6 separate regions of the Mus musculus genome follow, and regions 1, 3, 4, 5 and 6 are each linked to region 2. The links are chromatin contacts, called in public HiChIP or PLAC-seq, Micro-C and promoter capture Hi-C maps. All regions are on one chromosome and are shown on one strand. Each heading gives the region's core, a stretch centred on a gene start, on an enhancer-like site or on the middle of the called end of the contact. The rest is flanking DNA. Distances are from core to core; before and after follow the strand shown.

Evidence for each region. Promoter capture Hi-C pulls out the DNA fragments that hold promoters and counts their contacts. A called contact is a pair of places that touch in the nucleus more often than the background predicts. HiChIP or PLAC-seq counts read pairs in DNA pulled down with a chosen protein or histone mark.
Region 1: a Micro-C map of embryonic stem cells shows a contact between it and region 2, with 5 times the contacts expected there. The contact joins the enhancer-like site here to the promoter of Sp4 in region 2. A contact is called at or near these places in 3 of 39 promoter capture datasets (the C10 cell line, hippocampal neurons and stem cell-derived epiblast-like cells), 4 of 484 Hi-C or Micro-C datasets (cortical neurons and embryonic stem cells), 1 of 115 datasets of contacts at active chromatin or transcription factors (embryonic stem cells) and 1 of 9 other capture datasets (adipose tissue).
Region 3: a contact with region 2 is called in a Micro-C map of embryonic stem cells, with 4 times the contacts expected there. The contact joins the promoter of Rapgef5 here to the promoter of Sp4 in region 2. A contact is called at or near these places in 2 of 39 promoter capture datasets (hippocampal neurons and pre-B cells), 3 of 484 Hi-C or Micro-C datasets (all in embryonic stem cells) and 1 of 9 other capture datasets (adipose tissue).
Region 4: a contact with region 2 is called in a promoter capture Hi-C map of hippocampal neurons, with 3 times the contacts expected there. The contact joins the enhancer-like site here to the promoter of Sp4 in region 2. A contact is called at or near these places in 2 of 39 promoter capture datasets (the C10 cell line and hippocampal neurons), 3 of 484 Hi-C or Micro-C datasets (cortical neurons and embryonic stem cells) and 2 of 115 datasets of contacts at active chromatin or transcription factors (astrocytes and large pre-B cells).
Region 5: a promoter capture Hi-C map of hippocampal neurons shows a contact between it and region 2, with 3 times the contacts expected there. The contact joins the promoter of Itgb8 here to the promoter of Sp4 in region 2. A contact is called at or near these places in 1 of 39 promoter capture datasets (hippocampal neurons), 1 of 484 Hi-C or Micro-C datasets (embryonic stem cells) and 1 of 115 datasets of contacts at active chromatin or transcription factors (astrocytes).
Region 6: an H3K4me3 HiChIP or PLAC-seq map of bone marrow-derived macrophages shows a contact between it and region 2, with 5 times the contacts expected there. The contact joins the enhancer-like site here to the promoter of Sp4 in region 2. A contact is called at or near these places in 2 of 39 promoter capture datasets (hippocampal neurons and stem cell-derived epiblast-like cells), 2 of 115 datasets of contacts at active chromatin or transcription factors (bone marrow-derived macrophages and pancreatic cancer cells) and 1 of 9 other capture datasets (liver).

What each region holds. Positions count from the first base shown.
Region 1 is chr12:117,383,822-117,388,005 of GRCm38.p6, forward strand. No RefSeq gene overlaps it. Among named protein-coding and RNA genes, the nearest start is that of Gm5441, 49 kb to the left of the region's middle. Within about 2 kb of position 2,095, at least 16 of the 459 cell types and tissues checked have an H3K27ac peak or open chromatin away from gene starts, as enhancers often do. A contact at or near this core is called in adipose tissue and embryonic stem cells, where this site is marked.
Region 2 is chr12:118,299,048-118,303,413 of GRCm38.p6, forward strand. It overlaps Sp4 (trans-acting transcription factor 4), which reads right to left and starts at 2,393. Exons shown (of 6, transcript NM_009239.4): 1 at 2,180-2,393; 2 at 1,652-1,761; 3 at 1-1,145. The coding sequence starts at 2,186.
Region 3 is chr12:117,530,798-117,535,265 of GRCm38.p6, forward strand. Rapgef5 (Rap guanine nucleotide exchange factor (GEF) 5) reads left to right here and starts at 3,131. Exons shown (of 26, transcript NM_001373989.1): 1 at 3,131-3,436. The coding sequence starts at 3,221.
Region 4 is chr12:117,402,493-117,406,873 of GRCm38.p6, forward strand. No RefSeq gene overlaps it. Among named protein-coding and RNA genes, the nearest start is that of Gm31482, 61 kb to the right of the region's middle. Within about 2 kb of position 2,104, at least 18 of the 459 cell types and tissues checked have an H3K27ac peak or open chromatin away from gene starts, as enhancers often do.
Region 5 is chr12:119,236,182-119,240,343 of GRCm38.p6, forward strand. It overlaps Itgb8 (integrin beta 8), which reads right to left and starts at 2,095. Exons shown (of 14, transcript NM_177290.3): 1 at 1,491-2,095. The coding sequence starts at 1,617.
Region 6 is chr12:117,761,995-117,766,259 of GRCm38.p6, forward strand. No RefSeq gene overlaps it. Among named protein-coding and RNA genes, the nearest start is that of Cdca7l, 80 kb to the right of the region's middle. Within about 2 kb of position 2,992, at least 20 of the 459 cell types and tissues checked have an H3K27ac peak or open chromatin away from gene starts, as enhancers often do. A contact at or near this core is called in bone marrow-derived macrophages, where this site is marked.

The DNA of each region.
Region 1 (4,184 bases), core at 845-3,344, 920 kb before region 2:
GCTTTTCACCCTTGCTGTTACTGCAAGGTGTCCTTAGCTCAATAGGCTGTGGAAAAAACAGGGATGAGGAAAAACGACTTCCAGCTCCTATTTTAGCCACAAATCGTGGTGTTACTAACGACATAATTCTTGCTTAGGCTTTGCTAATTCTGAGGTTGATAATTCTCCTTTAGGAGCTGCACAGCACTCAAAACTGTGCATACTGGTTTGTGATTGTACAAATTCAGTATGGGCACCGCTTGGTGCAGAGATACTTACTGCAAGGGAAGGTCCGGCTTGACCATTTCTGAGTTTCCTGTGAGATAAACCCGGTTTGAAAGAGGTTGGTACCAAATTTTGGTTAAAAATAAAAAATATTTTCCGGCTCTACCTCGCCTCCCCAAAAGGTACCGAGAGCCACATGTGTGGGTTTTACCCACGGGAGGAATCGGGTCCATGTCCACCCAAGCCAAGGTTAAAAGCCCACTCATCTACGGATGAGAAAATCATTTGATCACCTCAGTTAAGCGTTGCCTTATTTAACTTAATTAATAGGGGGGAGAGAGATTGGAGACGTACTATTGAAAGGGCAAGCCCTTCACTGCCTCCCACCCAAATAAAAGAGCCGGTCGAACGCCTTCTCCCTGTTTCCCACCTATCTTCCAAAAATGCGGAGGAATATCAACTTAGTGCTATTTTCACATCGTTCAGTCAAACTTAGCCAGAGTTCCAACGCCCTACTTAAAATTCAACTAGAAAGTTACCTACCAAGTACTAATTAGCATTATAAAGTCAGAGTCTGCAGCTCCAGGCCTTTCAGTTAGTTGTTTACTAGAAAGGACAGTCTTAAGCCAGATACAGTTTACCATAAGAAAGGTTAAAGAATCCCAGTGAAGCAAGTTTTTTCTTTAGCCCTAGATTCCAGGCAGAACTATTTGAGCATAGATAATTTTTCCCCCTCAGGCCAGCCTTTTCTTTTTTTTTTTATTATTTTGTTAATAATAGGGAGGAGATGTAGTCTCCCCTCCCCCAGCCTGAAACCTGCTTGCTCGGGGTGGAGCTTCCTGCTCATTCGTTCTGCCACGCCCACTGCTGGAACCTGAGGAGCCACACACGTGCACCTTTCTACTGGACCAGAGATTATTCGGCGGGAATCGGGTCCCCTCCCCCTTCCTTCATAACTAGTGTCGCAACAATAAAATTTGAGCCTTGATCAGAGTAACTGTCTTGGCTACATTCTTTTCTCTCGCCACCTAGCCCCTCTTCTCTTCCAGGTTTCCAAAATGCCTTTCCAGGCTAGAACCCAGGTTGTGGTCTGCTGGCCGAACACAACAGTCAATAAAGGACAATATTGTTCCTTTCATCCACATTTCAAAAAAATCTAGAATTAAAGAGCTTAATACAAGATACATTAATAAACCTTTTTGAAAGAGGTTCTTGACTGTACTGTTGGTAAACACATGAAAGCTAAGTCACGGCAGAAGGTACATTTATAGATATGTGTGTGAGAGCCAGAAGTTGGGGGATGAAACCTCTGAAATCACCGACAAAAATAAATCCTCTCCATTTTTAAGATGTTCTGTCATAGTGACCAACAGCCTAACAACATACTAGGCAAGCAAGTGACCTATACACCTTCCCAACTCAGAAAGAGGGGTCTTACCGTCATTGCCAGCACAGCATCCTGCCACTAGATGGCGGCACAGGACAGGTTTTGATATCAGCTCCCCTTGCATTGGATAACAGTTTTTCATGTCTTTCTCCGTTCTCATGTGCTTTCCATGGCTTTACAGAATCTACACAAAATTAGCAGTGGATGGTCAACTAGATGAAACAACATGCCAAACCTCACATTAAGTAATGCTCAAGAAAAATGGTGGGGTAATAACCACTCTAGAAATTGGATTTTTTTTTTTAATTGTCCTTTTCAGTTCCAATTCCATACAAGAAATACCTTACCAATGACAGAGAAACCTCTCTAGGACCCTTTTCCATGGCACTAGAAAACTGGAACAAGAACCCAAAATTTGTGAATTTTATGACTTATCTGCTAGCTTAGCTGAATCTACGTAGATGTGTTTTCTGGCTTTGGTTCCACCCTTTCACAGATTGCAACACTATTTTGAGGAAGGAGGAGGCCAACTGAAAATAGCTCTCTAATTTTTGACAAAGCTGTAAATAAATCTATGTTGTGTTGTTATTTATAGTGTTTTACAGAGGTCAAAAGACAATGGATCCCCCTGGGACTGGACTTACAGATGGTTATGAACCACCCACCATAAGGTTGCTGGGTGCTGAACTTAAACTCTCTGCAGGAGCAGCAAGTGCTCTTAACCACTGAACCATTTCTCCTATGGAGTTGGTTGGTTGGTTGGTTGGTTTTTGAGACACAGTTTCACATAGCCCCAGGCTAGTGTTAAATTTACTGTTTAGCCAAGGCTAGCCATGAACCCCTGATCTTTAGGTCCCAGATCCTGAAAGTAACAGGTATACACCACCACATCTAGCATAATATATGGCTTTATTTTTTAAAAAAAAATAGAATTTCAGACATGTGTGGTAGTGCACACCTTTAATCCCAGTACTCGGAAGGCAGTCACAGGTGGATCTCCATGAATTCTAGGTCAGCCTAGACTACATAGCAAGTTACAGGACAGCCAGGGCTACATAGAGAGGTCTTATTTCAAACAACAATAGCAACATTTAAAAATTAAAAGTACAGAATAAGGTCTTGTGTATACCAGGCTAGACTCCATAACCAAGGACAGCCTTGAACTTCTGATCCTCCAACCTTTACCTCCCCAGCGCAGAGGTTACAAGTGTGGTGGTCTCACCCAGTTATACAGTGATGGGATGCCTTTGTATTAACTGAGCTATGTCCTTATGTTATTTTCAACTGATGTGGGAAAGTGGCTGGACCAGAGCCGGGAGCTCTGGGAAGAGAGGCAGATAAGGAACATTGTGGGGGATTCAGAAGCCCCTTCTTCTAGGGCTAGCCCTCCAAAATCCTCTGTGGACAAGGATCAACAGTGTGCCTTATGACAAGGGGACATTCTCAGGGCAAGGCTCTAGCATAACCCAGGACAGCAAAGGTGTTGAGTTTTGAGCTGAGATAAAACCTGGGCAACTGGCTCCAAGCTGGGGAGTGGCTACATGCTTGCCAGGGCTCTGAAAATGCTTCTTAACTTTTTCTGAGGAAGAGAAAAAGAAGCATCAGGACTTAAAGGAAAACATTCCATCACCAGCTCCCTTAGTTTAATCTGGTTAGACCGGGACATCTGCTAGCACATTCGTGTTGCATGTCATTTTAAAACATGCCTCTGCCTTTGCCCAGACCACAGACCGCGCTACCGACTTAGCTCCAAGAATGGCCAGCTTCCGCCTTTGCCGGGAGCTGCGATCGCACTCTCAGCCTATCCAGGCTTAGTTTTGCCAAGCTGCCATCAACTGCCCTGGTTTTTCTCTTTCTCTGCCCACCTTTGCTCTGCAGATGGAAATCACTAGACAGCTTTATTATTTTAAAACTTGCCAGATAGCACATTTGTTGGGCATAGCACCTTCTGCCCTAACCTTAACAGCTAGTCTCTATCAGCCATCTGCTGGTGAAGGAGGCCAGAGCGTCTGCCCTTAATTTCATAAGGTCGTGACCTCATGGACACAACACTATATACCGGTAACAACTCAGGGCTACAAGGCTTCCCAGGAGATACCTACATTCTGGTCTTCAGTTCTTTGCCTAGGCTATCATGGTACTTCCTAATGTTCTGTATGTGGATATAGCTAGGAGCTGAGTTAGAGACAGCCACCGCTGACGGGCATGACAGGAGTCCTGAAGGGAGTCATGGACCCTTCAGTTCCAGGCAAACAAAAGGAATCCCATGCTTGTAGTTTGAAGGTGTTTGGGGGAGTTCCACAGTGTGTGACCTAGCCCACTATGCTGTGAATCACAAGGCAGTTAGTTCAAAGTGGTTTTTAGCCTGGATATGGAGGTGGAACTATACTTACAACTTTGGGGCAGAAGATGGAGTGAGGCACTGGAAGGCCACTGCACCCTGTTCAACTCTCTACACAGAGAAAACTGCAAAGAGGAGATGGCCTGATTTGGGGGAGACAAAGGGAACGTGTGAGGCTGACGGTGACCTAACAAGAAGGAGGGAAGGAAGCCCCAGACCAATGAGAAGCCCCATTTCTTAAAAAAAAGGAGA
Region 2 (4,366 bases), core at 1,143-3,642:
TGTGGTGGGATAGCTTGAATAATCTGCTGCTGAGGCTGCTGGATCTGGATTTGCTGCAGGATAGGCTGGCCTACAATCTGTACTTGTTGAAGGGAATTTGACTGGTCTTGTGCATTCTGAATTCCGTTGGACTGAAGCTGGCTGGAGCTCTGGGCTTCAGACTCAGTAGCAGCAGGTGTCTGTGGTTCTTCAATGGTGCGTTCAGAACTACTGGCTGATGTGCTTGCATACTGGCCTGTATCTGCTGAGCTCACTAATGTGTCACTGCTCGTCAGAGTTGTTGATGCGGTGGTTGTGCAGGTAGTAGAGGAGGAGGGCGATTCAGGCATAGTACTGGCGGGAGCAGTGCTGGTGGTGGGCGTAGAAACTAACTGATTCCCATTGGAAGTCCCACTGTCAGTAGTAGTAGTAGGCTGGCCGACTTGTCCAGTCCCTCCTCCAGCAGTCACGTTATTTATTACTGGCAAAGCTAAAGTCACTCCTCCAATGTTAATTGGTAGGGTTGTTACAACTTGAGCCTGAGTACCAGGAAGGGTCTGCAATTGCAATGGTATTGAAACGCCAGGTCTAATTTGTACTGGAACTGTCTGATTTGCCAGGTTTTGAGCAAGGATATTCCCAGAAGCTGTCCTGTTAGCAGCCGTGAGGATAGCTTGATTATTACCTGCAGAAATGAGCTGAATTTGACCCTGCAAATCCTGTAGAGATGAACTACTAGTTGGGTTGATTTGAATTTGCTGGCCTTCCACCGTCTGAAGTTGGGGGATCACTTGGTACTGTACACTACCGCTTGGGTTTTGTACTTGTATGACTTGAAATTGATTAGGGGTGGAAGGATTACCTGATTTAGTTTTTGTAGGAGAGGAACTCCCGTTATTACTGCTGGAAGAACTAGATGAACTAGAAGCTGGCTGAGAAACGTTATTTTCTTTTGAAGCAGGAGGAGTGGAGGCAACAAGTTGCCAAGCGTTTCCAGCAAGCTGCGTCGTCACCAGTTCTAGCTGCTGTGGCTGATTCTGAAGTTGCACCAATCCTTGGCTTGGATCTATAATAATCTGCTGTTGTCCAGTTGCTTGATTTTCACCAGGAGTCCCTATTTTGCTGCAAGTAGCTGCCAGTAAAGCCAGAGGAGAGGGCTGAGAGTCCTACCCAAAATGGGAGGGGAAAGGAGAGGGAGGGGAAAAAAGTGGGCGGATTTAGTGGAAGACAGCAGTCGGGAGGGGGTTATTTATTTTGAGAGCTCTAAGTATCAGAACACACTCAATAGGCAGCAGAATTAAAAAGGAAATATGAACAAAAGCAGGTGATAGAAGCTATATGAATAAAAAGGCAAGTCCTATTACATAAAGTTTAAATAAAAAGGAATTTTCTGGTAAACTTTCTTAAAGTGTTATTCTTCTAAACTCAAAATGCCCTTGGGAAAATAGACACCTTCTTCTAACAGTCTGAATTCCTGGTGTAATATAAACATCGTTATAGCCTCAACGATGGGAAATCTTCAAGAATTTACGATTTAAGTTCCTCACTCAGAAAGATGCTTTGAATGGATAAACATTTTTATTCTGTTCTTTACTTCTGGGTACTTAAAGAGCATAACTCCCTCTCTTCCCTAAAGCTTTGTGTTGAATTTTCTTTTAACGTTTGCTTTTACCTGGGAGCCTGAGGTTTTGGGTTTTTTATTGTTATTCTCTGGCTCAGAGGTTTTCCCTCCTTCTGTAGCCATCGCCGCTGCCGCCTCCTCCTCCTCCTCCTTCTTCTGATCTGCAACAACCCCCCACCACCACCAACACACACGACAACAGGTTATTAGGATTATTATTATTCGTTCTCCTCCCTTCTTCCCCCTCCCTCCTCTTGAACATTAATCTCCGTAAACCCGCGATCCGTGCACACCGGCAGGGGGTGGGGGAGAAGGAGGGTAGGGAGGAGGGGGCTCTCACGAAACGTGGTTTGAAACCCGACCCATAGGCTCCAGAGCAACACCCAGAAGGAGGTTGTTCTAGCTCAGACATTAAGACAAAACACAGCCCTCCTTCCCTCCCCCTGGTTCCCTCCCGCCCTCTCCTCCTCCCCTTCCAGCATCTCGGCGGCCCCGGGGGAGGGGGAAGCGAGCAGGGTCTGGGGAGGGAGGGACGAAGGGAGGCGGTGAAGGAGACCGAGGGGGGTGGAGAATACGTACCGCTCATCCCGCATTAACAGGACAAACCCTCTCAGAGACACTGGGATAGAGGTGGGTGGGGGTGGGGGCGAGGCGGGAGGAGAGGCCGGTCCCGCCCGCCCGCGGTGGCTCGGAGGAGGCTGTAGCTGGCACAGGCTCTGCCTCTTTTTCCGCGAATGGCCGCCGCTGGGCTGTGGCGTAGCAGCTCCTCTCTCCGCCCGAGCCCGGCTGACTCGCCCTTGATTGACAGCGGCGGCGCGCGGCGAGGGCGGCGGCGCGGGCCGGGGGGCGGAGCCAGGGCGGCGCGAGCGCGGCGACTCCCCACCCCCCTCGGCCTGCCTCCGCCGGCGCCGCCGACTCTCCACCCCTTCCCCCAGCGGATTGGCCGCCGACCTGCCGGGGCCGGGGCGCTGGGGCCGCCCTTTCTCCTCCCCTTTGCCCGGCTGGTGCTCGCTGCTGTTCGGCTTCTGCCTTCCCGGCCCGCGGAGCGTGCCCTCTCGGTGAGCTAGCTGCGGTTTGCTGCCGGCAGGCCCTCCATACAGCCAAACTTGTTGTCTCAGGATATCCCGCCCCCTACTCAGTTCCCGGCGCCCTCCACTCAAAAGCGCGCCGCAGCATCCTGCGAGGGGCCGCGGAAGGAAGACATGGAGCTAGGCTTAAGGGAGAGGAGCGGGGCGAGCGCGGGGAAGCGTGAGCTCCCTGCGATCCCGTGGTCTGAGTGGACTGCCAGCTGCCCCCTCGGCGTGAGCATGGCTTTTCCTAAGGCGCATCCGGACCCGGGCGCCCTTTTTCCCTGGCTCGGCTCTCATTGGATGAGGCCGCTGACGCACAGTGAGTCGTGGGAGGAGGCGGGCGGGCCTCTCCCGCAAAGGCTTTCGGGCCTCGTAGTTTTTGACGGCTATTCCGATTGAGGCACCGCCTTCCTCCCGCCCCCGAACGCGGCCTGGCTGCGGAGCCTAGAGCTGCCCGAGGGGGCGGTGGCAGCAGGGCGTGGCCGGGGCCGAGTGGGAGTTGAACCCCGCGCGGGGGGGAGGGAGAAATGGGTGTTGTTTGCCTGGGCCTATCGGCCGAGTGGGGCTGCCCGAACCGCCTCTGCCACCGCCCCCTCAGCTGAAAGCCGCTCCCCGCGGGGCGAGCTCACACCCGGAGCGCGCGGCGATTGAGCGGACCGAGGTGTTGGGAGGCGGGGTCTGGTGTCCTCGGGGTTTGAATGAAGCTGACTTGGGGTACATCCCCTTCGCCCTGCTTTCTTTGCTCACCTAGCTTGCCGGGGCCTCCGGTCTCAGCGCGAGGCCTGTGTTCCCACCGAGCAGGAGCTTCCATTTTATTTGTCGTATCTCTGGCTGGCTGCTGGTGCAGATTAGTGACTTGTCTTCTAGGGTGGCCACGAGTGCGCCTTAGAGTCTGCGTTCTTGGCGCGCTTCTCGCTCCTAGAGGTCTCACAAGGTTGTCCGGGCAAAGGAAAGCCTGGCTGCATGTGGGTCAGCTCTGGTCATGGTTTTAGCGTAAGCTTCTAGGCAAGTGGAATTCACAGCTAGCTGCGCAAAGCACTTTGTCAAATGCTCCTGAACCGGCCCCTAGCTTCTCTCCAAAGACATGAAATCAAGATACCAGGGACCGACCATATGAGCGACTGATGAAGTGTACCAAAGCTGGAAATAAGTCCCTAAAAAGAACCTTGGGACAGGACACCATTACACACTAGGCTTAAAGCGTTCCACATTTATTGACGTGGACCCCACATTCAGCTTTGGGTGTTTTTGTCTGGTGCCTGAGGTCTGACATATTGTAAGAGTGAGTGAGGAGTCTGGTTCTGTACTTTACTAGTGTTTCCTTGCTCAAGTATTTAGGGTGATGACAAAGCTGTAGCAGTAAAGTAAAGAAGCTGGAGTAAATTACAATGTTGCCTACTCCATTTTATGAGCTGAAGATACTATAGTAATCTCCTCCCATACACATCCCAATTCACTAGATCTTAGAAAGCTCAGAAGTGCTTGCTATATTATAGATACACAGTCTCACCTCAAGCACCGCCCCGATCCAGTTCGCCATAGTGACTGAAGACCAGGCATGAATTGGAGAGTTCCTTGTGGTTCTCTTTAGACAACTTGCCTTAGAGAAGTAATCGCAGCGTATTTAGATTTACAAAATGTCCTAAAGGTTCTGCTCCCTGTTGGTAAGTACTGGTATCCAGGAAACAGGGACAAC
Region 3 (4,468 bases), core at 1,881-4,380, 770 kb before region 2:
ATGCCATTTCCATTCGTAAAAAATCATCAGCTCTGGTTCCTTAGACTTCAGGCTGGCTAGTGGTCTTGTTAGAGTGCTGCGGGGTTTGTACATGCAGGACCCATAGTCTTTAAGCTTTCAATAATACAACGCCAGGATAATTTTACTTAAACCCAGGTGAAGCCTTATTTGAAAAACTGAGTTTGCATACATGAAAGCATTCACTTATTCAATGACTGTGGTCGACTGCTAAAATACTAAACAAAAGAAAAAAAATCTGCTCTCACAGGGTGTATTTCTAGTTTCAGAGAGGCAGCAAGAGACTAAGTCTGTACAGTATATAGAATGATTATGTAGAATGTTGGAAGGCAACAAGCTCTGTGAAAGGCTTGGGAAGGGCTGTGGTTTTATATCACACGGTCATAAAATGCTTCCTTGAAATGGTGACATTTGAATGTAAGAAATGGAATGGTCTGGGCGAGAGAAATCTCTAGGATGTGCCATATTGGATAGCCAGTGGCCATATGCTGCTGTCTAAATTTATATAATTTAAATTAAATAAAGTTAAAAACCTAGTTCTTCAGTCACACTTGCCACATTTCAAGTGCTCAGCAGCCACAAGTTTCAAAAGGCTGGAAAAAAAAATCCCTAGAATATTCCTTTCAGGATGCAAGCGCTGTAGCATAGCATTACAGAAGGGTGGTACTCCGGGCAAAAGGCAAGGAGAGGGTGCTGGGGTGGGCTTGTCTGAAAGGAGTGGTGTGAATTTTCTACTAACAGATTCCTGCTCTTTCTGATATATCGTGTGTGTGTGTGTGTGTGTGTGCAAATGCACGTGTGTAGGTGAATATCCTTATGTGTGTGCATGCATGTGGAGGCCAACCCTGGCTGCCAGTTCTCAGGTTCTTTTCATACTTGGATTTTTTTTTTTGTTGTTGTTGTTGTTTTTAAATATAGAGTCTCCTACTTGCCTGAGCTTACCCCTTTAGATAAGGCTAGCTGGCCATCAATTCCCCAGGGGTCTACCTGTCTTTACCTCTCCAGCCCTGGGATCAAAAGAGGTGACACTAATTATGCCCTGCTTCCTTATTCTTGTTTGCTTGTTTGTTTGGTTGGTTTTGAACATAGTTTCTTAGGATCTAACTTGGGTCCTTGGACTTGCAAGGCAATCAATCACCTTAGCAGACAAACTACCTTCCTGGTTCCCACCTGCTTACTTTTATGCTAAGTATGTGTGGCCTTTATTATTTATTACTTTAACCTAAATAGACTTTTCAAAAGTCCTTATTGATGTTGTGCCTTAGATACATGGCATGGCCGATTCTATAGACTCTATGGTGTAAGTTTCAAACTCCTAAATCTTATATTGAAAACTGTGAATCTGTGAATCTGTGAATCTAGGATTACAGTGCAAGCCTGTAATCCTAGCACTTGGAAGACAAAGAAGGGGTGCCAAAAGTTCAACGTGATCCTCGGCTACATACGGTGCTCAGGTCGGCCTGGGCTACAGGAGACTCAAAAAAAAAAAAAAAAACAAAAACAAAAACAAAAACAAAAACAAACAAAAAGCCAAAGGAAAAAAAGCTGCTTGAACATGTGTGAAGACCGAGAATGTCAACTAGGAGACAGAACATATGCGATCTCTTCTGTAGCGGAGTGAAGTCATAGATAATTCAAATGTTACTTCTCAGGGATGATATGACTGGCAGAAGGCCCCACAGATCAGAATGTTAACTAGGAGTGTCCTGGGAACTCCTTGGAACCAAGTACCAACCCCTTAGCTGGCACATTTTAACCTAAAAATCAAGAGACTGATGTTAGAGATACAGATGTAGAGTTTCATTCTTGGATAAATCTGCATCACAGACATTTGGAAACCATAACAGACTATAGAGCTCATTACTGACTCCTTCTCAATAAATGTACATAGGTTAAGGGGACAAAATGTAAGTCTTCTGCAGTAAGCGGACAACACAAATTCTATTTCCCCCGACTTCTTCATTATGACATCACCCTTCTCTAACAGGACATAGCCTCCAGGTCCAAAGGCTCCCTCTGGCCCTATGTGAGCCACCTAAGAGTTTGAAATCACAATTTCAAATCTCCTTGAAGGGCTCTAAGCTTTAAGACATTGTGTAAATTTCTTGGCCTGGCTTAGGTTGCTCTTCCCAGGAGGTTTTAGTATTTACATTCACTTGATAATTAGCAAGAGTTTAGGGACTACCTGATTTCCTCTTAGTATTTATCTACATCAGGCTGAATTTCCCTTTTCTTAAGGGCAAGATCTCCACTCTCCCTACTCGGCCACATTTCCCGTGTGCACTTGGCCAAACATCTGCTGTGTGAGATAGTAACCTTGTCAAGGATCCTTACTTGTCATTTTAAAGGTTTTTCAGATCTTTGGCGGTCATAGGTAAAGAGTGGGTCTCAGCGTCCTAGTGCTGAGGGGTTAAAGGCCTTGTTGAAGATTCACAACCCCTTGGAGTTGAAGGCCTTCCTGGAATGGTTTCCACTGAGCACTCCACAATTCCTACCTCCTGGAATTGTATAAGCAGTGATTCATGCTGCGCTAAGCCTTTACAGTTTACCAAGCACATTCACCAGACACAGAAGGCTTCCAGGGAGGTCAGGTTCCAACATGTCAACAGAGATTCATCTTCGGGCCACCAGACTTGCACCTATTTTACTAAGCACCCATCAAACCCAACTAGTTTTCTCCGCTCCCCCTTTTATGAGGAGCGCGCCTACCGACCACTGAGTGGGCAATGTTGTCCCAAGAAACCAATTCTGAACATTTTCTAGGATACCGACTGTGCTGTGGGGCTAGGCTAAGCGCCGGAGGGAGGAAGACCTCTGAGCCTTCTGGGTCGCAGTCCAGGCCACTCCTGGCTGGAGCAAAGGGACTTTTTAGACTCGGGGGAATGGGTCCGGGAGGAGGTTTTTGGGAATGGCGCACCTATGCAGGCTCAGAGCACTCGCCGCTCCAGGGCCCCTTCCGCGGGCGGTGGGAGTGTCTCAGCCGTCCGGAGGTGAGCGGCGGGGCGGGGCGGGGAGCACCTGGGCGGGGCCGGGGCGGTGCGCGGGGCCGAGGCTCCCAGCCGGGCGCGCGCCAATGGGCAGCGGCTGGCAGCGCGTCCCGCGCCTGAGCCGCAGTCGCGCCCTCTCGCTGCCTGGCGAAGGCGCGGAGGCGAGCGCGGAGGAGAGCAGCCGCGGGCGCCGCCGCAACCGTCAGGGCATCAGGATGGCGGTGGGCTCTGTCAAGATGCAGCCGCCTTGCGAGAGTCCGGCCCTGGCCTCGGCGGCCCCGGCCGATGGCCCTCTGCGCCGCAGCCCGAGCGCCCGGGAGCCGGAGCGCGAGCCGCCCGCCGCGTCTCTGCGGCCGCGCCTCAGGGACCTGCCTGCGCTGCTGCGGAGCGGGCTCACGCTGCGGAGGAAGCGGAGCGCCGCCGGCGCCCGGGTGAGTGGCCCGGGCGCGCACGTGGAGCCCTCGACTGCCCCGCGGGCCCGCCACGCCGTGGCTGGAAGTTGGGGAGGTGGCGGGACTCCGCTGGAGCGGGGCCTGGGACGTCGGGGTTAGGGGGCGCCCCTCGGGCTGCGACGGCCACCCTTCCCCCTAGATGCACCTGAGCGCACCCGGGCGCCGGGGCATCGCAGGAAGAAGGGCTGTTTGCTGCTTTCTGTGGGGAAGCTGCAGGTGTCCGGTGACTGAGTCAACCAGCCCCGTCTCACAGAAAGTCTTAGGCCTCCCGCAGGTCCTGTTTGCAGGTGGCCTGCGACGTGCGTGCTTGTTTTGGAAGACTCAGCAGTGTCTGGGCGTCGGGACTGCCCTGGCAGCCGCCACTGCTGAGGGGGAGACTTAGGAGTTGGAAGAGCTTGGGTGAGCTGCTAGCGCTGGGAGCACTCAGTACTCCGGGACGCCCCCTAGAGCGGGAGAGGGTCGGACCCCCGGGAATCTCAAATATCGACTTTCTGATGGTGTGTTCAGATATGACTTCCTGGTGAAGGAGCATTCCTTGTGTTGTAAGTGCATCTCACGACCTGAGCAGGCCAGACATGTTTTTTATGTTAAAAGGAGGGCCTGCTTGTCATCCTGGTGATCCTCAAGCCACTCAAGAAAGCCCCAGTAAGCTCTCACTGACTTCCTTCCTACTCAGCAGAGCTTGGGAATACCTTGGTACATCCTACTCATACTTTTTTTAAAAATTATTTTTTGATTATTATGTAGTATTTACTGAAAAATCGTAACAATGGTGTGATTTTTTTTTTTTTTGACTAGAAGTCTTAGTTATATGTCATGAAAGGAGACAGTAGTTGGAGACTCACAGCTCCTGTGATGTTATTGGCTTGCGGAAACCTAAGGGCTGAGGAAGCATTTGTTCTGTCGTGGCTTCCTATAGATGGGCAAGGATCTGAATTGCTACAGTTCTTGTTCTCCAGGCTGTGTTTTCCCTTTCCTAGGTATTTTCTTCTTCGGTGCTACCTTAAAGGA
Region 4 (4,381 bases), core at 854-3,353, 900 kb before region 2:
TTATTGAAAGGACGCAGATGTAGCTGTCTCTTGTGAGACTATGCCGGGGCCCAGCAAACACAGAAGTGGATGCTCACAGTCAGCTAATGGATGGATCATAGGGCTCCCAATGGAGGAGCTAGAGAAAGTAGCCAAGGAGCTAAAGGGATCTGCAACCCTATAGGTGGAACAACATTATGAGCTAACCAGTACCCCGGAGCTCTTGACTCTAGCTGCATATATATCAAAAGATGGCCTAGTCGGCCATCACTGGAAAGAGAGGCCCATTGGACTTGCAAACTTTATATGCCCCAGTACAGGAGAATACCAGGGCCAAAAAGGGGGAGTGGGTGGGCAGGGGAGTGGGGGTGGGTGGATATGGGGGACTTTTGGTATAGCATTGGAAATGTAAATGAGTTAAATACCTAATAAAAAATGGAAAAAAAAAAAAAAAAAGAGAAGAAACAAAGGCAAGGGTAGATACCTCGAGAATGGGGTCACAAGCAGTTTACATCAGACCTGACCTACAGGAACTTACTCTTTTTTTGTTTTGCTTTGCTTTGCTTTGCTTTGCTTTGCTTTGCTTTGCTTTGCTTTGCTTTGCTTTGCTTTGCTTTGCTTTGCTTTGCTTTGTTTTGTTTTTGGAGACAGGGTTTCTCTGTATTATAGCCCTGGCTATCCTGGAACTCACTTTATAGACCAGGCTGGCCTCAACTCAGAAATCCGCTTGCCTCTGCCTCCCGAGTGCTGGGATTAAAGACGTGTACCACCACGCCCGGCTTCAGGAACTTACTCTTAATTACAAGTAGAAAACTTATTTAGCAAGGACTTAACTCAGGGCAAACCGACTTAGCTAAGATTTAGCATCAACAAACAGAAACTTCTTTTTAACTAACACAACCCTTAACCTGCAAAGTATATTTTCTGTTTTAATCTCCCATCAACCTGTGAGGCATTCGTTCCTGTTCTATTCTTATATAACAATGTTTAAACCCTGCCCCCCTGTCACAGGAGAGGTGGGTCCCTCTGGTCCAAGAATGCTATACTGAGTATATGTAAGTAGCTAAGAAAACGCCTTATCTGCTTTTTCTGTGTTAAAAATAAAATCCCCAATGTCACCTTGGACGATTACAGGGGAGTGCAGCACTTGGTTTCTGTGGAATCTGCAGGGAACTGCTGGGAGGGTGAGAGCCACAGTCTTCTCCTTGTCAGGTTTGAGGCAGTTGTGAACAGCAGATGTCGCTATTGCCTGCTGCAATTGTTCATGCTCAACAAAAACATCCTGGGCAAAAGGAAGGCAGACATGCAACGGAGAAGCCTCATTCAAGCTGGCAACGGTTCACCTCATTCTCTAAACCCATTCTCTAAACTTTCATCTACTTGCAATTTTTCCACTGCAAAATGTGAAGCTGTCTTGGCTTGTTGCTGGTCTTGAGTCTCTTCACAATCTTCCTCATTCTGCTGTGTGCTGACCCAGAAGACAGCTGATAAGGATCCAATGAGTCAGAAATTAGGGGCAGAGCCTGTGGAGATGAAGTCTGTATTTCCCTGTGTCTAGGATGCTTCAGTCAACGTCAGTCTTCTCTTGGGGGCACTATTGGAGCCGCATCTATATGGATGTGGCTCCCCTGAAGTCATGGCCAGGCCTTCAAAGAAGGACTAGTCTTCTCCTTTTATTGGAACTAAGTTCCAAATTCCCCACTGGGTCTGCATTTCAAGGCTGAATTTCTCTTTTTAAAAGAAGGATCTCCTGTGACAGTAGAAAGAAAAAAAGGGGAGGTGTAGTTATTCAAATGCCCCCTGTTCCCACTGTCCTGCACTTAGCCTCTGGGTTGGCAAGAGTGCTTGTCCTTGTGAGGCCTGACAGATGGGAGGGAGTCACACCCTAAAGGCCATGGCTCAGATAATAAAGTCCCCTCGCTTTTTTTTCCTCCCCCATCAGACAATCGTGGACAAGCAAGGGGAAATCTGAGAACTTTCTCAACTAGGGGAAGGATGGGTGGGACCAGAAGAGGAAATGGCACTGGTTTGGATGAGGAACAGAACCTCAAAAGTCAATATACAGGGCAGCACCTGGAGGGAAGAGGAGGAAGGGCCAGGCAGAAGGGAAGCCAGGGTCAAGGACAGCAGTCTGGCCACCTGTTTCAGATGTGGGTGGAGGCACTCGCAGCTACAGCAGTTTCTGTGGCGGCTTGGTAGCAGATCATCTGTTCTCATAAACTGATTAGGCACATGCCATTGCCAGGGGAGGTGGCCCAGGTCAGCCCTGACGTAAGTTACTCACATAGATAAAGTTATTCATAGGATTTTCTCAGTTTTACACTTGTTCTACCTATATATTTCTCCCTTTGAAAAATATTATGTTGTGAATGCACAGCAAAATGTGCTCTGGTTTGTGTGCCTTTCTAAGTGTTTAAAAAAAAATACCATGTGACTGAGGAGCCCTCATATCAAACTGGACCTGCCATCAACACAACCTTGGGAAGCTCTGCGTGTAAGTTCAGATTTAGGTCCCTCAGAGCAGGATCACGCCCTCATGTTTGAGTTCAGTGGCCAAGAAACAAGTAATAGTCAATTAGTAGATAGTGATTATCCGTGAGACTTCCATCCTCACCTGTGTAGAAAGACAGTCTACATAGGTAAGACAGATGTCATCTACCTCTGTACGAAGCAGCCTTTAAGATGGAGGGAAGAGCCTTCCAGAATCTGCCTGGGAAAGCTAAGCAGGTGTAAGGATAGGATGCTCTCTGTTGCTGAGGATCTCGTGTGAGCCTGCAAACAGACACCCATAGAGGAAGTACAAATAGCCATTGACTAGAGAGAAATGTTGGTGCCCACTGAGAGAGGGAGAGTGCCCACTTGCCTTGACCGGATGCACTCTGAATGAGAGTGGACAGAGGAGTCATGATGGTTAATGCAAGGCAGAACCCTAGGAGAACAGGGTCAAATGAAAACTGGCTAGGTCTTGAGCAAGGGTGTGTGTTGAATTGAAAATAACTGACTGGATACCTGAGAGACTGGGAGAGGGGGACTGTGAACACCCTAGGGGTCCAGCACCAGAGGTAGCAGGCAACTCCCTGGGACAGGTCTGAGAGGGTTCTTCTGAGAGTAAGCATCCCAGAGGGGAAGCTTAAGCTTTGAGAGATGATAATGAGAACCAAAGAACCTTCTGTCCTATACCAGAGAGTAGAAGCAGGTGACAGGCTCAGGTCACCATGCTAAGTGAACTCAAAAGGGGCAGAAACAAGGCAAGGTCCTTGGGGCCTGGTTTGGGACACATCTCTTCAACCACTCCATCTCCCTGTCCCTTCCATTTTGCTGAAAGGCTAGGCATGGTTGCTACCACTGCCCAGGTACAGGGACACCCCACAGTGGCAACAGTGTGCCAGCCCCTTTCCAGTTAGATTTCCTAAGCAGACATTAGAAATTAGAATATCCCGTAGAGGTGTTTTATTTAGGGTTTCTATTGCTGTGATAAGCACCATGACCAAAGCAACTTGGGGTGGAATGGGTTTATTTGGTTTACACTTCCACATCGTAGTCCATCATTGAAGGGAGTCAGGGCAGGAACTCACACAAGGCACAGGAGCTGATACAGAGGCCATGGTGCTGCTTATTAGCTCCTTCCTCCCCCACAATTTGCTCAACTTGCTTTCTTATAGAACCCAGGACCCAGCCCAGGGTGATACTGTTAAGAATTCCTCTAGGCTTTGCCCAACAGTTGCCTAGCAACAGCTGCCTGCCAGGTATGCACCAGGAGCAAGGAGCCTGGCATATAAGAAGACCACTCATTACCAAGCTCTATCTCTCTGTCTTTCCATCTTTCTATGTGCCCATGTCTCTCTATGTCTCTCTGTGTGTATGTCTCTCTCTCCATCTACTCCTCCCTCCTCTTCCTATATGTCTCCGACTAGCCTCTTCCCCTCTTTCTATACTCCCCTCTCCTCTCTCTTTCTGTCCTTCTCTGTCCCCCTTTCCCTGCCTCTACCCATTTCCAGGTCCTTGATCTGCTCCCTAACTCCCTTCCCCCAATAAACTTCCTTTTGCACTAGGCCTGTCGCATGGCTGATTCCTCAAGGAGAACACTTTGGCCGGGGCCATACGACCCACGTTATAATTCATAACAGTAACAAAATTACAATTATGAAGTAGCAATGGAAGTAATTTTATGGTTGGGGATCAGCACAACATGAAGAGCTGTATTAAAAGGGTCACAGCATTAAGATTTGATACCACGACTGCCTTATAGTCTTGCCTTCGGTCAGATCTTATGGGGGCATCTTCTCAATAGGAGTGCCTTTTTAATCTGTATCCAAACCAGACTGCCCAGAGGATGACCTAAGCTTCATCCCCTTGTACTTTAGTTGGCTTCGGGTACACTCTCAAGACTTAGACAAACCAC
Region 5 (4,162 bases), core at 845-3,344, 940 kb after region 2:
CTTGCTGGTACACAGGAACTTGACTTATCTCTACAAGCACAATGAACTTTTAAAAACCTTTGTTATTAGCAAAGATTAAAGGTGAGTGAGACTTTCTTTGGAACAAAATATATTCTGTTGACATAAGTTTTGGTCAGTTTATTGGTGCGAATGTTTACTAAATCTAGGAGAACACTTTATTTACTGACATAGGGTGGAATTAAGCTCAGTGGAAAATCTGCTGTGGCAAACACATGTTCCATTCAAAAGATACTTGATAAGGAGTGTGACTCTTTCCTTTGTATTAGGTTTCATTTATTTTGAAATCTCAAAGTCTCAAAATAACTACAAAATGAAAGTTGACTCTAGTTTGTCCTGTTTGATACAACTAGGAAAATCTCACCCAAAACTAATGCTAGACAACTATATATGCAATAATTAGAAGAAATTGCCTGGGCTTCTCTATTATAAACTTTTACATATAAGTATTTACTTTAGTTAACTTCAGGAAGAAAGCCAGCACACCAATTTAAAGTAAAGGACTAAATTTCAGTTTTACAACAGAAGTGAGGCTATTAATTAAAACTCCTTTAAGGTTGAGAGACTACAGTAAGTCTCTAATAAAATTTAAGGGATTAGTAACCCGAAGGGAAAAGTAAGTAAGTAAGTAAATAAATAAATAAATAAATAAGGCAATGGTAACTCCATCTGCAAAAAAAAAAAAAAAAAACATTTGGCCTCTATGGTAAATTTAATCCTTAGATTGTTATTATTACTTATTCTGTTTCATGAGTCACCAAGAATACAATGCTAACATGTTAAAGTGCCAAGCCCCCTCTCATGCACTGTCTGACTAGAAATGACTTGGGAAAGGTAGGCATCTATATCTGTTTTACAGATGAAGACAATAAAAGTTTATAGAGAGGTGACCTCTTGGTAACAGAGACCAAACTTAGGGGACAGATCATTTAGCCACAATAATTTAACAATCCCACCCCTCCGCAGGGCAGTGGCTTAAACCATGAATGGATATTCCTCAAGGGCATTAATTCATTCAAGCTGAATGTTATGGCAGAAGAAACTTGTTCTTTCTTAGACCAATAAATGAAAGACTCTTTCCTTTTATAAACCATCTTAGCCACAGGCTCTTAGTGGATGATGCTCCACCCCTAAGGTGAAAAGTTGGGGAATACAGACTATATAGTGATATCCTCAGGAAATACTGGAACCCCCAAACTGCATTCTGTAAGTACAACAGACTCTTTCCCAAACTTCAACTCAAATAAACTTTTCCCAGCACTGTGGACTATTGCTGTCACTTAGGGGTGAAAATGCCTGATACCTGGCTTCTTTATGGAGAACTTTGTTACACACCTGCCCTCCTGAAGTCTCAGCAGGACTGACCAGGACTGACATCTTCCACTTACCTGTCAGGGATGCCCAGGCCATAAGCTCTCAATACCAGCCCAAGACTTTGGGAGAAGGGAAGAAAACAAAGTAAAATAACTTACCACTTTGGCCCAGTCCGAGAACAAGTGAAAATACCCAGGCTGCCCCAAGAACCAAGGCTGGACCTCGCTGGCAGTTGTGCAGAGAGAGCAGTGCAGCAGTCAGAAAAGCCAGGGCCGAGCCGCACATAATGCAAAGCAGCCCGCCCGGTGCCTACTGCCTAGTTGCTTTCCTGATGCGCTCTCCCGACTTGAGAGCGCACCTTGAGGCCCGTGGGCTGCGAGTCCCTAGGACCTTTTCGACAGGCCGGGTTGGCCGACCCAGTTGCTCTCAGTAGGCGATACAGGTATTCGGTCCAGGGCAGCTCTCTGCATCTCAGGGCCCTTAAGGCCCTCCCAGCTCCGCACGGCGGGGCTTGCAGTCTCAACAAAAAGCACCTCCTTGGACAGCCGATGGCCCGCGGGGGCGAAGCAAGTACGGGCTCCACAGTCCGCTCCCAGACAAAGAAAAGAGCTTTTGTTTCTCCCCAGCCGATGGGGCTCTGCTGCATAAATCAGCTTAGCGAAGAGCCAAACACAATCAAACCCAAACAAAGCCTGAGGCTGGGGGGAAAACCACCCTAATGTAATTCACAGGGTGATGCTGCTTTAGTGGGAGGGGACGGCTAGAAGGCCAAGGGGGTGGGGGAGTTGCTGGCGCATCAGTCGGTGCTAGCTTCTTCCACAGGTGGGCAGGGAGGCCAACTCCACTTAGTCGCAGCTAGCAGAGGTTCAGGCGGCAGCGTTCCGATTGGCGGGAGAGGAGACACGGGTGCCAGCAGCTTGGGGAAGCAGCTCCGCGAGCTCCCTAGAAGCTCCTGTCTGCACTCGCGGGCAACCAACAAGGCATCCCAGTTGCTTACTGGGCTAGAAGGGGATGTTCCATGCACCTCGCTGGGAGGGAGCTGCGTACCCTTGTCCTTTCTCGGACTCTGTCGGCTCAGGCGTCTGGCCACCCAGAACCCTGGCAGCTGATGCGTTCTGGGATGAGAGGGAAGAGAGGCAGGCGATGGGCAGGGATGGGGTGATCTAGTTCTGTGGTCCCCCGTGGGGGCTCCCAGCTTTCGGGTGGCTGGGCGTGCTCCGAGCTGAGAGTTGCTAGGAAACCTCCCCACGCTACAGTGCTCCTTGCTTGGGTCGCCAGCAAGCGCAGTGGCGGCCCAGGACAGCAGCAGCAGCAGAAGCAGCAAACAGCTCCAGCTCGGAGTAGCGTGGGCGGGACATTGGTGAGGCATGAAGTCACCGCGGCCCACACTCGCTCTTTGTTTTGCTCACTCCAGCTCTTTTTTCTCCCCCCTCGAATCTAATAGTTGCCATTCCCATCGTTCTCAAGAATTCCTGGTGCGTAGTGGCGCAACAGGAATCGCATGCTGAGTTCTCTTTTCTCTCACCCCCTCGCCCCCCAATTCTGAGTTCCAACGCTTCCATAACGGTATAGGTGGAAAACTTCTCGCAGCTCGAGTGGCAGCATGAACCCCAACATTTCATCCTCTTGCCGCGTGCTCCTTTGTTCAGGAATCCTTACTGGCCCGCAGCTGCTGAATACAAAGTAGATTTCGGGGGCCTCTCCCCTCCCCCAACACTGCTCTCAGAGTATTCACTGCCCGCTTTCCTTGCAGCCTTAAGACCTTGCCCTGTGTCTGATCCCAAATCTGTCTGAGGTCTTCCCAGACTTTGGAGATTTAGACAAGATGTATTCTACTGTCAGATATATTTCGTTGTTCCTTTTGTAGACCCTCAGCCCTGAAAGGGGCAGCCTAGCTTTTTCCCAGGGTCTGTTTGTGGTTCTTTGGCCTTTTGTTGGTTACAATGGATCTTTTGACCTTAAACGCCACCTTCTCAGTAAAAGGAAACAAGAAGTTGCAGATGGCAGCAGAAGAGTGAATGAATACAAGCTTGCAATTCAGTTTTGCAGTTTTGGGTGAGGCTAAAGCGTTGCTAAACTGGACAGCCAAGGAAGTAGTAGCATTGCCTCTCCAGGTCTTGTCAGCGCCCTCGACACCTTAAGGAGAAGGAAGAAACACAGTTCTCTAGGTTTGGGAAAGAGCTCCTTTTCTAATTTGATACTGGAGACCTTGGCTCCTAGTTTCCCCTAGAGCCCAATAATTTTCATTGTATTGAAGTTCAGTTCGACTTTTTTTTACTAGTGGCTTACACAACACCACTTTTTTCAGGCATCAGACCCAGTCCAGCCAGGTCAAGGTGAACTATAGGGGATTTTTTTCTCCTTAATTGTTTCCGGCTTCTTATTTGGAGTAAAGAAAACAAGTAGGAGGTCCCACCAACCCTCCTCTTTAAAAAACTTCTTTCTGTTTTCTAATTGTTGACAGTGAATGGAAAGTACCTGGTTAATAAACCACAACATCAAAAACTCCCCTTTCTTCAGGTGTGGACTGTACATTGGACTAACAGTAAAGCCAGGAACCTAGTTAGTAAAGTGCCCTAGATCTGTTAAGGAGGATCATTTGTGAAGCTAAGGGGGCAATCCATACTTCAACGACTGATGTCAGTCAACACAACTCCAAGCCACTGTACTTCATTTTCAAATTTTCATTCTTTGGTTTTTCAAATTTCTTCCTGGATATCTTCATTGAGATGTAGCTACTGTAAAGTAGCTGAGATAGGTTGGAACAAAAACATAGCATAGTGAAGATATGGTTAGAGCCACTTCAGCTGGGAAGTGTGTTTATTTTCTT
Region 6 (4,265 bases), core at 1,742-4,241, 540 kb before region 2:
AACTTGACCTCTGACATCCCTTGTTTGCTGTTTGGGTAAGAGAAATTCAAGCTGCTGTTAGTAACAGGGTGCCTCACTTCAGGATCCTTAGCAAGCCCAAATCTGTAAGACCCTCACTTCTTCCAAGTAACTTTTGAAAGGAAGTAGACAGACTGCTTATGATGGTTCCCAATGATCTCAGAGAATGGGACCCAATACTGTGCTCGCTGCCCTGAAGTCTGTTCTACAGCTAGATCACTGGGTTTGCTCAACTTCCACCGGACTCTTCTTTATCGCCACTGGCCATCCTGAGTTCAATCCTCACTTAAAAGTCGTCTCAGTAACTCTCCCTCTGGTTCCTCTTCTCAACTCCATTCCCTACAGTAATGTCCACACTACCTTCATACACCCAACATCGCCCTTTCCAAAAACAGGAATCGCATCTCGTTTCTCTCCAGACCCGCCTCTTCAGTGACACTTTGTAGATGGCAAAACTGAGCCTCAGCTGCAGAGCCTTTCTATCCCCTGAGCACCTCTCCCAAGTCAAACAGATAGACACCCCAGCAGACCAAAAATCTTGGTGCCCTCTAAAACATATTCTACATGTAAAAGTAATGTGATTCTTGCTATTTAAAATGCCAATTGTCTTAGGGTTTCTATTGCTCTGACAAAATACCATGACCAAAAGCAGCTTGGGGAAGAAGGGATTTATGTTCAGTAGCATCCCTGGTTGTCAGGGCAAGAACTCAAGGCATGAACCTGGAGATAAGAACTGATACACAGTCCATGGAGAGACGCCTCTTACTGCTTGTTTCTTATTGTTTACTCCTGTTCTCTTATAGTACCCAGGCCCACCAGTGGTACCACCCACAGTAATGTGTGCACCACCACCCCACCCTCCTGCATCAAACATCAATGAAGAAAATGCACCATGGGCTTGCCCACAGGTCAGTTTGGTGGAGGCATTTTCTCAATTGGGATTCCTTCTTCCAGAATGACTCTAAATTATGCCAAACTGACATAAAACTAGCCAGTATGCCTATGGGGAAAAACAAACAAAAAAACAAAAAAACAGGCACCAAATGTTTGTTGAATAAGTAAAGATATTTGAATATACATACTAGTCAAAGGTACTAAACTGTAGTGTGTGTGTGTCTGTGTGTCTGTGTGTGTGAAGGATCATGAGTCATGAGATCAACTAGTTTTGAACACAGTACAAGCCATAGAAGAGATCTGCACTGGGAGTCATTAAGAGCCCTTGTTGTTTATGGTTTTAAGCTGGTGTAGACCTAGGCTTGCCTCTGTAGGTTGGTTTGGGGGGGGGGGTTGTTTTTGTGGCTTGACTGCTGTAAGAAATAACTGATTGTACTCCTTTGTGTTCAGTTGGCCTGTGCCTGGCCTCTGAAGGAGCAGGAAGGGAAAAGGGAGGAGGCTGGAAAGGAAGGCCTTGCCCCTTCCTGCCCTGTGCCCAGTGCTGATTCAGCGCTCTTGTGAGGGGCGTAGTCTGCAATAAAATACACATAAAAGCCCTAGGAACCAGCACACCAACACACCAGGGCCTGCTCCCTTAACACAGGGAGGGCATGGTATAGCAGAGAGAGGAGCAGTCCACAAAACAAGACTAAGTCTAACAGTATAAACTTTCCTCGGGGAGACTGGGACCCAAAGAAAATGAGTATCCCCAGTGCTGAGTTCTTATTAGAGGCAGTTGCTTGTAAAGATGCCATGCCATCATTAAAGCATGTTTACAGGGAATAGAAGGTCCTGCTTAGCAGAGCAGCAGGGAGAACAGAGGTGAGGAAATGCAGATAGAAAAAGATATAGGACATAAATTCACACAATGAGCACACAGCAGGACATGCTCAGTGTCCTTGCAAGGGGTGTGGTTCTCGGGCAAGTCCTACCACCATTGAATGTACACTGTTGGGGCCAAGTCCAGGACCCTATCCCTGGGTGTGCATGTGAATGTGTGTGTGTGTGTGTGTGTGTGTGTGTGTGTGTGTGTGTGTGTGTGTGTGTATTCTCAGGGCTAACCTTTTGGTGTTGAATAACTCGTTGGTGTGCTTTCTCTTGGAGAATATGTTTCTCCTGCTCTCAGCATTCCTTAGTTGTCTGCAGACCTTGTATAGGGCTGAGCCCCTTGGGTCTCCTCATTCACCACATTACATACATGTTATTGTTTGTGTTCAGCTCATGTTCAGGTGATCAAGATGGTGAGACTCTGTGGTCTAGCTTCTGACATTCCTAGGAAACACAATCTCGCAGAAAACTCCCTGATCCTCTGTCCCTTATAATCTTTCTGTTCCCTCTTCTGCAATGATTCCTGAGCCTTAGGTGTGAGAGTTGTTTTATAGATATAGATATCCATTGAGACTGGGCTCCACACTCTGTATTTTGATTGGTTGTGGTTTTCTGTAACGGTCTTCATCTGTTGCAAAGAGAAGTTTCCTTGATGAGAGGTGAGAACTATATTCCTCTGCGTCGATAAGGAAAAACAGTTACAATGTATTTAGAGAATATTTAGTAAAGTGGTGATTGTAGGTTCAAGACCCATGTTGTCACTAGCCCTGGGAAGTTGGCTGGGTTTCCATCAGTAGGCATGGCTTTCCTCTTGTTGATCAGGTCCTTTTTTTGCTTCTTGAATGTTAGAAGTTTTGATGTTGATGATGATGTTTTGGGTTGGTTGGTTGGTTTGTTTTCAAGACATAATTTCTCTGTGTATTCCTGGAAGTCCTGATACTCACTATGTAGACCAGGGTAGCTCAAACTTTAGATCCTTTCAGCTCTGCCTTCCAAGCACTGAGATTACGGGCATGTGCAATGTAGCCTAAGCTCAAACTCATTTTTAACCTGAAGATAAGGTTAAGTCCTTGGTCCCCCTTCCACCACCTTCAAAGTCTGGGGTTGAAGATCCAGTTTGAGAAAGTTCTTGTCCACAATGTATTTATTTACTGAGGCACCGGATACTCAATTGCTGATAACATGCTCTTTGCCCCAATAATAACTAAGACATTTGCGACATCTGGTGGACGTATACTGGTCCTGCGCATAATTTACGTGAGAAATTGTGTTCACAGAGGGCCTGGTTAAATCAAATGACACAAGGGGGCGCTGTTCTATCTACAAAGCCTGTGTCAGCTCTGCAGCTGTACTGGGATGTGGCCCTGGAGGTTACTCTGCCTTTCTTTTTCTTTTTTTTCGTTCCTTTTTCTTTTCTCTTCTTTCTTGCCTTTTCTTTCTCTTTCTTTCTTTCTTTTTTTTTTCAGTGCAACACACTTTTTCTTTCTTAAACACAGGTGTCTAAGTGTAAGAGGCCTAACTGGAAAGGGTCTCCTTGGAGCTGTCAGCAAGGAGGATGGGTCACCTCAGGCTTCAGCATTCTCCTAGCCCACCACTCACCCTCTGGGGGAATGAAGATGCCTGCCTGGCTCCCTAGAGCTGCATCTGCCCTGCAGCCTGCCAAAACCTCACTTCTGGTTGCTTCCTGACCCTAGCTACACCCTATGGAGACACATATGGTCATCCTGGCTGGGCAGCATTGACTTACAGGCTAAACTCAGGGCTCCACCCATGAGCTACACAATGTCCTATCTCTGTGGAGCACTGAATGTCACAGGGGTGGACTTCCCCTGTCTGCATTCTGCGCCTCTTCATTGAAATGACTCTTCTTTATTGCCATCCAGTCCCTGGATGCTCATCGTGGACCCTTGGCATCTCTCCCCCTCAGGAGAGACCCTCCTTACAACCAAGCAGCTCATCCCCAGCCAAGTGAGGACATCTGAAATAGGCAGCCTCCTCCGGACATCAACCTGTCTCCATGCACCCAATTAAAAAAAAAATGATAGGAGCTCGTGTGATTATTGGAAGAGCCATGGTAACTGTCACAGATTTGGGTAAAAGACACGGTTTTCTATGAGTGATGACCATATATGGGAGCATAATGATGACCTGCCTAACTGGGGTCAAAAGCTGGTGGACCTGTTAGGGTGCCATGGGAGCCCTCTCAGACTCTTCCCAGCATCCTGGTGTCTCTCTATCCCTGGAACTAGGGCCCATCCCAGCACACTCCTGAACACAAATTATAATGGTGAATGGAGTAGGGTTTCCACAGCTACACCTGAAGCTAGGGCACCATTAGCCCATCCTTCCTTAAGGCTTGGGAACAGAGTTCTCAGAAGAGATCAGATGAGGCTCAGCTGTGCAGTCTCATGGGCTAGGATGCGAAGAATTCATCCCCTGCTCTGCCCTGCCAGAGCAGCAAGGACCAGAAGCACAAAAATTACATT